2 separate regions of the Ovis aries genome follow, and region 1 is linked to region 2. Evidence: chromatin contacts called from public Hi-C data. All regions are on one chromosome and are shown on one strand. The core of a region is the stretch at or near the end of the contact, and the rest is flanking DNA. Distances in the headings are between cores, read along the strand shown. Region 1 has its middle 57 kb from the start of TRNAS-GGA. Region 2 has its middle 270 kb from the start of UBE2E3.

What was found. A called contact is a pair of places that touch in the nucleus more often than the background predicts.
Region 1: a Hi-C map of muscle shows a contact between it and region 2, with 5 times the contacts expected there. The contact joins two enhancer-like sites. A contact is called at or near these places in 4 of 16 Hi-C or Micro-C datasets (hypothalamus, muscle, skin fibroblasts and 1 more).

What each region holds. Positions count from the first base shown.
Region 1 is chr2:129,956,171-129,958,870 of ARS-UI_Ramb_v3.0, forward strand. No RefSeq gene overlaps it. Among named protein-coding and RNA genes, the nearest start is that of TRNAS-GGA, 57 kb to the left of the region's middle. Within about 2 kb of position 1,316, at least 17 of the 54 cell types and tissues checked have an H3K27ac peak or open chromatin away from gene starts, as enhancers often do.
Region 2 is chr2:129,207,825-129,210,691 of ARS-UI_Ramb_v3.0, forward strand. No RefSeq gene overlaps it. Among named protein-coding and RNA genes, the nearest start is that of UBE2E3, 270 kb to the left of the region's middle. Within about 2 kb of position 1,292, at least 3 of the 54 cell types and tissues checked have an H3K27ac peak or open chromatin away from gene starts, as enhancers often do.

The sequences.
Region 1 (2,700 bases), core at 66-2,565, 750 kb after region 2:
AAAGTATTGGAGCTTCAGCTTCAGCATCAGTCCTTCCAATGAATATTCAGCGTTGATTTCCTTTAGGATTGACTGGTAATTAACAATAATCTTTTGATGGTCAGATTACCTGCCCTTTGTTGTAAAATTTCTATATAACCTGGCTTTTCCCCTCTCCTCCTCAGAGCAGTTCTCTTAGGGTCACTTAAGATGCTGTCTGCAGGGTCTGAAGTCCTAAAACTTCCCACCGAATAAAAGAGAATTCTCATATTTTAGGTTGTGAATATTTTTAAAGTCAACAATAGAGTAGAAATATTCACACATTTCACGAAGCTTACCTTGTTCAGAACAAGAGGCGTTTGATATTCGAGTATTTCTACAGAATTTTGCAAGCAATTATTATAGGATATCTTCATTCCATCTATTCAGTACTAGCTAATGAGATAAAAATAGCAGCCTTTAATCAAGTCTGATGTAATTTTCTTTTACTATCATTGCCTTTAAAATAAGGACTGTAGCCTGAGGGCGCCTAAAAACGTGGCCAACGGCAAAAGGAAATGAGAGTATTTTAAACTCAGAACACTGGTTATAGAATTTGGGTAAAAATTTTCCTTATATGTAGCGGTAATAGGCCCTAACTTGTAGCCACAAGCATGGATTTTCAGCCAGAGAAGGAAGGAGAAAGGGAGTAGAAATTGGGGCGGGGGTGGGGATGGGGCACGGAGTGATGCCTTTCTTTTGTATAACAAGATCTCTCCATTTGAATAACAGAACATCAAGACAAAAAAAAAAAAAAAAAACCCTCCACTGTTAAATTCATACTAGGACATGAGACAACAACCAAGGTTTCTCCGTTGAAACAACTTTGCCACAAATTTAAGCTCAGTGTCTTTAATATAGTGATCCCCAGACCCAGATACACATTGAATCATCCGGGAAGGTTTAAACTGTACTGAAGGCAGGGAGCTACCCCGAGCTTGGGACGGGACTGGTCTGGGGTGCAGCCTGGGCATCAATCTATCTAAAAGCTCCCCCTGGGTCCTTTGGATGTGCAGGTACCGAGCGTTCGTCAAAGGACAGAAGACAGAGCTGTTCCAGACACCCGTCTGAGCTGACTGCGCTTGTCTGAGCTTCACCCGACGGTTCACCTCCTGCGGAACCTTCGCAGCCTTCCCCGCATTTACTCAGTGAAATGGTACAATGGTGGATCGCAGTCTCACGTAGTAGCTCCGTGACACGCTACACAATTCCTCTCCACCCTCCTACCGCCCGCCCCGCCCCGCCCCGCGGGCTCTGACTTCAGCTGCAATAGAGAAAGAGACAAACAGCCTCGCCAATAAACGACCGCTGCCACCGTTTCGCCTTTCTTTGACTAAAGAGCCAGAGCCTGCCTTTCGGAAACACAGACTGCGTAGGAACGAGGCTGCCATCTGGCGGTCATCCTGGGCTTATTACGGCGTCACTCAAAGAATGCAAATCCTACTTTCCCACATCAATGACAAGCTAGACACAGGCTTAAATATTACTGCGGTGGAAGGGCTCTGTAGTGACAGCAAAACCCGAAGCGACAGCAGAGCTAGCCCTTTCTGTAAGCCAAATGAAACACAGGCTCGCCTTCAAAATTTCCCTTCATCCACCTGTCTGCCTTCAAAAGTTCTTTACGGACTTTCAGGAAAGAGGTTAGCCCAAATGGAGAGTTTTCTTACCAAGAAGAACCTGGCCCAGCGTTTCTGAAGCTCAGTGTGCATTAGAATTACCTGCAGGGCTTGTAAAAGTCCAAATCTTTGGGCCCTGCTGTCTGAGTATCCCATTCAGCAGATTTGGCTTTGGCCTTGAGAATCTCTGCTTCCCAGGTGGTGCTAGTGGTAAAGAATCTGCCTGCCAAAGCAGGAGATCAAGAGACTCAGATTTGATCCCTGTGTTGGAAGGATCCCCTGGGGAAGGGAACAGCAACCTATTCCAGAATTCCAGCCTGGAGAATCCGATGGACAGAGAAGCCTGACTGGCTTACACAGTCCATAGAGTTGCAAAGAGCCGGTCAGGATTGAAGCAGTTTAGCACACAGCACACTGAGATTCTGCCTTCCTAACAAATTCCCAAGTGATACTGTTGGTCCGGTGACCATCCTTGAAGAAGCATTGGACAAACTGGCAAAGATCTCTTAATTCTTAACAGTTAGGAATCTAATAAAATCAGCAGTCCGCTGAGGAGACAAACTGGGTGAGGTATCCATAACCTAGAGCAGCAACCAGGGTCAAAAGAGACTGTTCCTAAATATCAGTGGCATAGCATCAGTAACCAAAAATACTGGCAAAGAAGTGATCTAAATGAGAATTGGACAAAAAATGTCTCTCCATTGTTTTTGCCCACTGTCCCCTGGGGGTCTCTGAAAATATTCCCTGGTCTATTACCTAGATACCAAATCATACCAATCCATTTAGTTCAGGGGGGAACAGACCTGATTTGAAAGCCAAATTGACAAGCTACAATAGACTTCAAACTGAGGGTATTATACAGGCATAAGATGACGAGACATATTAGACTGCATTCCAATACCGCCATCTAGTGGACTTTTCTTTTATATCTAACACTAAAAGGGAGGTTTAGTTCAGTTCAGTCCGTCTCTTTGCGACCTCATGGACTGCAGCATGCCAGGCTTCCCTGTCCATCACCAACTTCTGGAGCTTACTCAAACTCCTGTGCATCGAGTCAGTGATGCCA
Region 2 (2,867 bases), core at 42-2,541:
CTCTCAGAGGGGAGTTGTTAGGGGAAGAACACTGATTGAAGCCGCCCACCCTGGCCAGGCACCATAGTAACCATTTGCATGAGTTGTTTTATGACAGGAGATCCTGATAAGGAATATGGAACTAATATGCCACCACCAGCTGGAAGAGCTCAGGAAAGGTGGAAAGGAAACACCGCATGTCCGTCTACTTCCCAGAATCCCTCTAGCCAGTATCCATCTTGGCTGAGCGATGCGTGCACCACCAGGAAAGACTCTGAATTAGAATGATTGGCCAAAGACCACCCGGAAACTAATCCCATCACCATAAAACCCGAGACTGCAAGCCACATGGCAGAGCAGTTCTCCTGGCTTTACCCTACTGCTCTCCACCCAGGTGCCCTTTCCCAATAAAATCTCTTGCTTTGTGAGCACGTGTCTCCTCGGACAATTCATGTCCAAGTGTTAGACAAGAGCCCAGTTTTGGGCCCTGGAAAGGGTCCCCCTTCCTGCAACACTTCCTTTTCCTCTCCCTCCCTCCTTCTCTAAAAGCTCCCACTACAGAACTTTTTGGTACTGTGGGCAAAGAGTACAAGTATCTAACTCCCTTGCACCTCCTCTTTTCCCCAGTAATCCCAGGGAAAGGTCCAATATGATAATTGAAACACACACAACAACAACAACAACAACAACCACAACAACAAACCTTGAAGACACCTGGGTATTAATTTTCCATTGCTGCTGTAACAAATAACCACAAACTTAAGAGCTTAAAACAACACAAACCTAATTATCTACAGTGCTATAAATCAGAAATCTCATACAGGTCTCACTGGGGTAAAATCGAGGTGCTGGCAGAGCCACGTTTCTTCCTGCATACGCTGAGAGAATTTGATCCCTTGCCTTTTTCCAGCTTCTAGAGAACTCTCACATTGCTTGGCTTAAGGCACCTTCCTCTGTCTTCAAAGCATTCTTTGAGTCATTTTCCTAGTCTCATCTTCCTCTGACCACAGCTGTGAAAATGAAAACAGCTTTTTGCCCCTTTCCTGTTTGCCCATTTCTGTTCCCCTCTAACCTTACAAGAACCTAATTATAGGCATTAGGTCATTGAGCAATTGAAACTAACTCCTGACTTCTGTTTTCCTGAATGCACGCCATGCCTTACCTAACCTGTCAGTTTTTTCCTAGATAAAAAGAAGTATGGAAAGAAGAATTAAGTCATAAAAAAATGACTGGCTTTCTGCTCCCAACACCCACCTAAGGAATCCTGTAAGCAGATCACTTGGGAAATATAACATACGAAGACAGAGTAAGCCAGTCTTCACACAATGGAGAATGACTCAGATCCCAACATCCTGCCTCAATGACTCACTGAGATTTGCCACCCTCCTCTCTATTTTTCCCTTTAATAACTCATGGCTGAGCAGAATCTTTGGAGTTGCTCTCTGGACATGAGCCCACCTTCTCTAGGTTGCTGGCTTTTCTGATTAAAATGCCTTTCCTTTCTACTGACACTTGCCTCTTGAATTACTGACTTGAGCAGTAGACAACCAAACCTGAGTTCCATAATAGAAGCTTTTTTACTTGTAAGCACACATAAATTAAGTTGGAGTCACCTGGTTAACCTAGGATAAGTTCCCCATCTCAAGGTTCTGAACTTAATCAGATCTTCAAAGTGACGTTTGCTACGCAAGGTAACATATTCAGAGATTCCTGGTACATGGACACCTTTGAGGGGCTGTTATTCTGCCAACCATGATTTACATCCATGCTGGAAAATTTGAAGGCTACTATCTCTGGACCCTAAACTTGGGAACTTTCTTCTAGAGCTATGCAGGGGGACTCATTAAAGAGGTTTATGTTCGCCTTCTTGTGAAAGTGTGGAACATCTGGGCAATAATTTGAGAAAACCTGAACAGCTCATAATTTGGTGAAGGTAGGGCAGTGTCATTGAGGAGGGGCCACAACAAGCAAATCAGCAAGCAGATGAAAAACACAGTGGAGGGTGTTTCTCCAAGAAGAAACTGAACAGGCTGAGTTTCTGAATTGGGATGCTAAAGCAAAAGAAAACCCCCAGGAAGATTGTTCCCCTGTACACAGGATGTGCCACAAAGTTCTCTCACATATTATTCCAGAGAGGCAATGTAATTCCATTTAAAGTAATGAGGGCTATATCTGCAATACTAGATATTAAAACATATTGTAAACTGAAAAGAGTGAAAACAAGACATGGAAGGAAGTGAGAATAGACAGAGGCTGACAAGAGCTTAGCATAAGAAAAGTGTTATTATTATTTTTTTTTTGATGTGCTATCCCTATTAAGATTTGGGGCTATTTCAGTTTTCTACCTTTATAATTATTTCTTTTTTCTACATTTTTAAGAATAGGTCTGAATTATTATAAGGCAACATATATAGCATATTTTATAAAGTACAAAATCATATGGCAATCGTACCTACACAAATACACAAACATACATACGCAAATGTTGCACCTCACACTTTGATTAAATTAGAGAATTTGAGTATGGTTTTCTTTTATCTCACTTGTCAAATTTAAAGAATATTGAAGTATGTATAACATAAAAAAGGCAAGAAACAAAGTCTCCCATGGCTCAGAAGATTGGATTGTGGAAAGATTACTTTACCATATACTGCCCAACATTTTAGGTTTCTGTTTTTCATCAAAGCAGATTTGGCAGAGAAAAACGTTTTCAGTTTTACTCATGTGAAAAGAAAATCTTCACTTTAGTATTCATTATGCGCGATGTATGCAAAATGCAATGAGCCAACTGACTCACACTTTGGTGTCATGCAAATAAAACCTAAACATAAGAACGTGTAACATCTAGTAAAATGTGCCTAAAACCACAAAGGCTAAAATAAGAAAAT